Regions from separate parts of the Danio rerio genome. Here region 2 is linked to region 1. Evidence: chromatin contacts called from public Hi-C data. All regions are on one chromosome and are shown on one strand. Each heading gives the region's core, a stretch centred on a gene start, on an enhancer-like site or on the middle of the called end of the contact. The rest is flanking DNA. Distances are from core to core; before and after follow the strand shown.

Region 1 (3,967 bases), core at 889-3,388:
CTGTCAGCTAAGAACAGGAAACAGGCTACAATTCGCACAGGCTCACCAAAATTGGACGAAAGAAGATTGGAAAAATGTTGCCTGCTCTGATGAGTCTCAATTTCTGCTGCGACATTCGCATGGTAGAGTCAGAATTTGGCATCAACAATATGAAAGCATGGATCCATCCTGCTTTGTATCAATGGTTCAGGCTGCTGGTGGTGATGTAATGGTGTGGGGATATTTTCTTGGCACACTTTGGCCCCATTAGTACCAATTGAGCAGTGTCAACGCGGCAACGCCACAGCCTACCTGAGTATTGTTGACCATGTCCATCCCTTTATGACCACAGTGTACGCATCTTCAGATGGCTATTTCCAGCAGGATAATGTGCCATGTCATACAGCGTGAATCATCTCAGACTGGTCTCTTGAACATGACAATGAGTTCACTGTACTCAAATGGCCAACACAGATACCAGCTCTCAATCCAATAGAGCACCATTGGGATGTGGTGGAAAAGGAGATTCACATCATGGATGTGCAGTCCACTAATGTGCAGCAACTGCACGATGCTATCATGTCATTATGGACCAAAATCTCTTAGGAATATATTTCCAGTACCTTGCTGAATCTATACCACGAAGGATTAAGGCAGTTCTGAAGGCAAAAGCAGGTCCAACCCAATTAGGTGTATCTAATAAAGTGGCCAGCGAGTGTATATCATTTTTCACTGGCCCAGCTGAAAAATAATAAATAAATAAGCAAAATATGTAACATTCTAATAAATCATTTGCTATATAGCATTCTTACAAAATTTCACAAATCTTAATTCCAATTTTAGTATTACAGAAGAAACTGTTAGCTTAACTGGTAACACTTTACAATAAGAGTGCATTAGTTATTGTTAATGTATTTCTAACCTGAACAAACACCACATTTATTACAGTATTTATTCATCTTTGTTAATATTAGTTAATAAAAATAACCTCACGCGCACCTCAAAGCATGAATTTGGATTTTAATAATGCATTAGTAAATGTTGAACTATGATTAGTTAGTGCTGTACTACTATTGTTCATTCTTAGTTCATAATATTAAATACATCAAGTAACATTAACTAATGGAACCTTATATTGTAAAGTGTGACCTCTTAAAGAAATTTTAAACTATTAATAAACAACTAAGCAAATTACTACCAAAAACACTAATAAATACAGCAGAACAAATGTACAGATGAAAACAGCGCTTACCATTCTTCAGGTAGATTTAACAGTATTTTTGTCTTCTGGTATTGATTAATCAATGTTATCATTTTCAGAGATTTCTCCCTCAATCGTTCACGTTAGTCTGTGAAAAGCGATATTGCATTGTTTCAAATACTGCAGTAATGATTATAAATGCAAAAACGACAACAGTGCGAACTCGTGAAAAAAAGATCTGAGTCACAAATCCATCAGCTCTTCATTTAATCTTTTTTTTTAGTGCTATAGACATCCTTTAAAAAAATCGGGCGAACGAAACAAAAAACAAGCTGTAGATGATGACCAAAATGGCATTTGAATCGACAGATATAACAATGAATTTACATTAAAGGATCCACCTCTGAATTGATCTCTTCATCTATTGTACATGAGAGCAATGCAATCACGTAAACAGCTCACATAAAAACATACATACACACACACCTTGGTTATGGTGGTTTATGAGGACTCTCCACAGGCGTTGTATATCCTATACTGTCAAAAAAGCTTATCATATGGCCTTACCCTACCTCTAAACCCAACCCTCATTTTTTATGTAAATAAATTCTATTAGGTATAATTTTTTTACACAATTTTGAATTATGAGGACAGAATGTGCATCCTCGTAAACCATATAAACATTATAATACCTACAGTATTCATTAAACAAATTTTATGTCCTCAAAAACCACAAAAACCAGCACACATACGCACGCAAACAAACATCCTCTCTCTCACTACAGAGTTTACAAATCTTGATCATCTCCAGTCCACCTGCAATCCTTGAATCTGAAAAAATGAGCTTGTGTGTCGTGTCTTTAGCAGGTCATTCTGGCAACCCCGAACTCCAGCGTGACCATGGCTGGTTCGTTCCTGGAGCCGAATGATCCAGGCAGCTCTGTATAAGCGTTCTCTGTGGCACTGCTGCCCTCTACAGTCCGTTCTCCTCCAGTGAGAGCTGGTGGATCCTCTCGGGCCTCCTCTGCAAACATCTCCTCATCCTCGTCCTGCTGCACGTCCTTTCGGCCTAGAAGAGGAGCGCCCAGAATGAGAGAGCGAGGTCGGGGAGGGAGGCTGCGCTCTCTCGGGGGCGTCTGGGGCTTCAGTGGAGACGTGCTCACACCTAAATTCTGCAGCTTCTGTGGAAACAGAAAAGGAGGAGATACATCATTTCAGGTGAAGGGTATCTGCAGCTTTCTAAAAGTTATTTTTAAGACTTTTTAAGACCAATTTCATGGTACTGAATTTGCAAAAAAAACATCCAAAACAGCTTCTAACAAATTGCCGTTAACAGATCTTGACCCCGGTGGAAAATTAGGCTTGTGTAAACCTAAACCCCAAGGTTCTTATTCATTTATTTATGTACAGGTTGACGCAGCTTACAGGTTAACTCATAATCTATTATATAGTCCCAATCTCTGCGTGCATAAACAAAATTCCTGTGTTTTTACAGGGTTCTGCCCATTTCATCTGGGTGACAAATAGACGGATAAAAAGATTTTAGGTAGATTTCAAAACAGAAACAAAATCCTTTTTACAGGGTCAGTTTGATCACATTTTTAAGACCTTTGAGACACAGATTTAATTTATCTTAAGACTAATTAAGGCCTTATTTTTATACTAAGGAATTTAACACTTTTTAAGGATCCACAGACACTCTGAGGTGAAAGGAGACTATCACAGTAAGAACAATGTAAGAATCCTTTCCAGACCTTAAAACATGGCCAGACTACAAGCTGTTTCTTGTATGTAGCAGATATTTTGACAATTATATAATTTTGATAATTATATATAAGTAAACTCGTCTTATAATTATGAAGTAAAAATCTATGTGCATAATTCTGAAAGTTAAGTCAATGGGTTTAGTGACTTCGTAAAAGTAAAGTCAACTTTTAAGGCAACGGGTTTACTTACTTTTTCAAAGTAAAAATAGGCTTTTTACGTGTCCTGTGCATACAGTTGAAGTCAGAATTATTAGCCCCCCTGAATTATTACACCCAGTTTATTTTCTTCCCCAATTTCTGTTTAGTGCAGAGCAGATTTTTTTCAACATATTTCTAAGCATAATAGTTTTAATAACTCATCTCTAATAACTGATTTATTTTATCTTTGCCATGATGAAATAAAATTTTGCTAGATATTTTTTAAGACACTTCTATAAGCTTAAAGTGACATTTAATGAGGTTAACTAGGTAGGTTAGGGTAATTAGACAAGCTATTGTATAATGATGGATTGTTTTGTAGATTATCAAAAAAAATAAAAATGCTTAAAGGGGCTAATAATATTAACCTTAAAATGGCTTTTAAAGAATTAATAACTGCTTTTATTCTAGCCGAAATAAAACAAAAAGACTTTTTCCATGAGAAAAAATATTATCACACATACTGTGAAAATTTCCTGAATCTGTTAGACATCATTTGGGAAATATTTAGAAAAGAAAAAATTAAAAGGGGGGCTAATAATTCTTACTTCAACTGTACATATAAATTAAAGTTACACATTGTTTTTTTTTTATTAATAATTAATGTATTACTTTGTTGCTGTTGTGGCTTAATTTGTAAATAAATAAATATAAAAACAATTCCATTACTAATAAAGTCGGCAGCTAGCTCTCTGCAACTCTCACATGGTCACCCACTGAAGCTAAGCAGGGCTGCTCCTGGTCAGTACCTGGATGGGAGACCACATGGGAAAGCTAGGTTGCTTTCAGGTGGATGCTACACACTGGTGGTGGATGAGGAGAT
Region 2 (3,967 bases), core at 768-3,267, 120 kb before region 1:
ATCTGATTCAATGATCTATGCTAAGCTAAGCTAATATTCCTCCAGCCAGACCCGGAGATCAGCTGAATGGATTAAAAATTGTATAAAACTCAACTATTTAACTCAATTATAAAAAGGAGTTTTTGTGTTTGGGTTCATAGGTACTGGTGTTCTACCATCATCCATCTGCTGAGGGCTGTCCTGTGATGTGGCCTGGTAGTAAAATTCCTGCACCGTGGGCCAATACTACAGACACCACCAAACTCATCCAGTTCCTGGAGACCACGCTGGGTGAAAGAGCCAAATACGGCAGCTTTCATGTGTCGCAGGCTATTCTAACCCCACGTGTCAAAACCATCGCCAGGGGCCTGGTACAGGGTCTGAGGAACTACCTGGTGGAGAGGTAAATATGAATCAGTACAACTAGGGTATACACATTACCAGTAAAAGTAGGTTACTGTAAAAGTAGGCTATTCAGTATACACATTACCAGTCAAATGTTTTAGAACAGTACTATTTTGTAATGTTTTTTTTTTTTATGTTTTCTTTAAATGAAGTCACTTTTGCTCACCAAGCCTGCATTTATTTGATCCAAAGTACAGCAAAACTATTTAAAATAACGGTTTTCTATTTGAATATATTGTAAAGTCCAATTTATTTCTGCGATTTCAAAGCTGAACTGTTTACATCAATACTCCAGTCACATAATCCTTCGGTAATTATTATAATATTCATATTTGATGCTCAAAAACTTTTTTTGTTATTTAAAAACAGCTGAGCAGTTTTTTTTTCAGCTTTTTTTCAAACAGAAAGTTCCTTCAGAACGGAATTGATATGAAGTAGAAATCTTTTGTGACAATATAAATGTCTTTAGCAACACTTTTGATAATTTATTCATTTATACTTTATTTTACTAAGATATTAAAAAAATCTGTATTTTTTAGATATACAGGCACCATGCTTTTGAATGGAATTAATTTACTCACTTGTTAATAACTATTGATAATAATAATAGTAGTAATAATAGTAATAATAATAATAATACTAATAAATAATAATTCTTTCATACACAGCAAACCAGTAAATTAGAATGATTTCTTAAGGATTATGTGATAACTTTTGACCAGTAGTGTGTACAGAAAGCAAAATCATGTACCCTCATGTGAAATTTTCTACGTTTAATACCTAATTGGGGTTTGATTGAGATTATTCCAACACATTTAGTAACATAATAGCTTTAATAACTAATTTCTAATAACCTATTTCTTTTGTCTTTGTCATGATGACACTACATAATATTTAGGTTATATTGCAACTAGTATTCAGCTTAAAGACCAGTTTAAAGGCTTAGGTTAATTCGTTTAACTATGGAAGTAAGGTTAATTTGTGGTAAGTCACTGAACAACATTGGCTTATTCTATAGCCAATTAAAATAAAATGATCAAAGAGGCTAATAATATTGAGCATACAAACTATTTTTAAAAATGAAAATTTATATATATATTAAAATATATAATATGAAATGCTGTTACAATTTTCTTGCTCTGGAGTTTAAAAAGCACTTTAAACAATAATTACAAATTTACAGGAGGGCTGATTTTTTTTTTCTTTAACTGAATATTCCAGCAGTCTGTACTGTACTGGTCATTTTTGTTGTAGTAATATTAAAACCCTCCACTAGGTGGCATGCTCACCATCAATGCACATTTGAAAAGCAGTCTCAGGATCAGACAGAGAAACACTTGTTAAACAAACACAACCTATAATCACACTACAGGATGGAATAATGTCCCATAACCTACTAACTGGACTCCTTTTAAACAAGGCCTCTCGTAAAATTCGCAAACACCTATAAATTCAGTGCTTACTTTTAATCTACCGGTTTATGCAAAAATAAAGCATGCACAGTCTAGAAAATATATATTGAAGTGTCATATTTAGTGGCACATATATTCATCATCTCAGAAGTGTGGAGCCATGTGCTGTGTTTTAGCGGACATCCTTATGAGACGGCTGTCTCGGAGGAAGCTGGGTAAATCTGCCTGAGTGTGGAAGTTGGATTGTTTGTTATTCCAGGATAAACACAGTCTGAGCTTCCCATTTCCTGGTTTTGTCCGGGCCGCTGCTGCAAATGACTGCTCTGTTTATTTCTATTCAAAGTTGACTCGGCTGGCCTGAAATAAAGCTAACATACTTATTGCTAATATGTTAACAGCTCCCTGTAGACAGCTTTTGAGGTTTTATTTTGATATGTATGTGTATTTATGCAGCTCTATACAAAATACACGACTATTTTAAATGATGTGCTGCAATATTTTTAAAGGCAAGTCACAAGAAAGAAAAATAGGGTTCAAAATAACATTAAAATAATCACAATTATTTCCCCAGTTGTTTGATTGCAATAAGAACTGCAAATTAGTTTTCTAAAATTGTTTAAATGACAAGTTTTCTGTTATGTTTCAGCAAGTACACTCTAATTCGAACATTGTACAGTCAAGTTTGTAAGAACATTACATTGTCAAGTTTAAAAGGATTGTTTTTATGAACCCCAAAACCTCAAAACTGTCATCTGCATTGCAAAAAGGATTATAATAATAAAAAAACATTGCATTTTTGTACTGCCTCATCTTAAATGTCTCTAATGCTCACCAGACCTCATTTATTTGATCATAATTTAAGCAAAATCCGCAATATTCTGAAATTTTTTAAAGATTTTGCTATTCTGAGTGTGCTACAGACCATCTGCAGCGCAAGGATAAAGAATGAGCAATGGATTTGCTATTTAAACAACATAGTGCAAAGCGCGAAAATAGCGTTGGTCTGAAAATAGCAACAAATTGCGTCAAACAGGTCTTGTGCTTTATTGCGCAGGGTGTATGATAGGGCACCATATCCTATATTATTATAAATAAATAAATAACATTGTGTATTTATGAAGTGAGTGGGCTTAACAAACCACCAGTAGAAACACTCTTATCTCTCCTCTAGCACTAAACAGTTCTTTTGCATAATCAGCACTTCTTGTGTGTACTGCCTTTTCTTGTTGAGTCATTGAATGCCTCCTAAATTGTAAGTTGCTTTGGACAAAAGTGTCTGCTAAATCAGGGGTTCTCAAACATTTCAGCCTATATGACCCTCAAAATAATAATTCCAGTGACCCCCAATATCCTCTGAGGTGTTTATAAATATATAAACCATGCATGCAATAGCGCATGACCTTCCTCCAAATTCAGTCATGGTCTTTATGTTTAATGTATGTGAGCGTCGTAAAGCTGTTAGAAAGTTTAACCTGTTGTCATAAAGTCAATTTGATGCATCTGACTTTAATATAACTATTATTTTTATATTCTATATGTTATGGATAAAATATGGCAATGATAATGCTGTAGAATTCTAATACCCCACCATTGTCCTGTGACTAAATGTAAAATATCTTAAAGGTCCAGCTTTCTATTTAAATATATTTTACCATTATTAAAATATATTTTTAAAATAAAATATTTTACAACTTTTACCAGTGAAATAGGTTAATATATATTCCCAAAATGGCAACCTGAATCCTCAGTGTCACAAGATCCTCCGGCAATCAATCTAACATGTTGATTTGCTGCTCAAGAGAACTTTACATCCTATAGTCAATGTTTAAAACTGCTGAATATTTTTCTGGAAGTTAATTTCTGATGACTAGATAGCTTAAAAGAAGTATTTTTTATAAAATATGCACTACCGAGCGTTTCTGTTGTTTCTGTTTCAGGAACCTTCCAACCATAATGACATGGGTTGAAGCACAGAAGCCTGGCAAAGATGGAGTCAATATCATTACGTCAGACTTTGTAGAACTTGTGGACTTTGCAAACACCGTCATCAAGTTAAACACCCTCCTCATTAAGGATCGGGATACCAAATGACCATTTTGGAGACCACCACGAAAAACTAAAGGCATGCTTACCATGAATCACATGGAATTACATATGAGCTCAACACTTTT

Evidence for each region. A called contact is a pair of places that touch in the nucleus more often than the background predicts.
Region 2: a Hi-C map of hematopoietic stem cells shows a contact between it and region 1, with 1.6 times the contacts expected there. The contact joins two enhancer-like sites. A contact is called at or near these places in 3 of 18 Hi-C or Micro-C datasets (caudal fin, hematopoietic stem cells and an unstated tissue).

What each region holds. Positions count from the first base shown.
Region 1 is chr24:29,017,887-29,021,853 of GRCz12tu, reverse strand. It overlaps mtmr6 (myotubularin related protein 6), which reads right to left. Exons shown (of 14, transcript NM_199791.1): 14 at 1,431-2,361. The coding sequence ends at 2,041. Among named protein-coding and RNA genes, the nearest start is that of amer2, 15 kb to the left of the region's middle. Within about 2 kb of position 2,138, at least 4 of the 62 cell types and tissues checked have an H3K27ac peak or open chromatin away from gene starts, as enhancers often do.
Region 2 is chr24:29,138,836-29,142,802 of GRCz12tu, reverse strand. It overlaps plcxd2 (phosphatidylinositol-specific phospholipase C, X domain containing 2), which reads left to right. Exons shown (of 4, transcript XM_073940764.1): 3 at 141-382; 4 at 3,734-3,967. The coding sequence ends at 3,887. Among named protein-coding and RNA genes, the nearest start is that of phldb2b, 8.9 kb to the right of the region's middle. Within about 2 kb of position 2,017, at least 6 of the 62 cell types and tissues checked have an H3K27ac peak or open chromatin away from gene starts, as enhancers often do.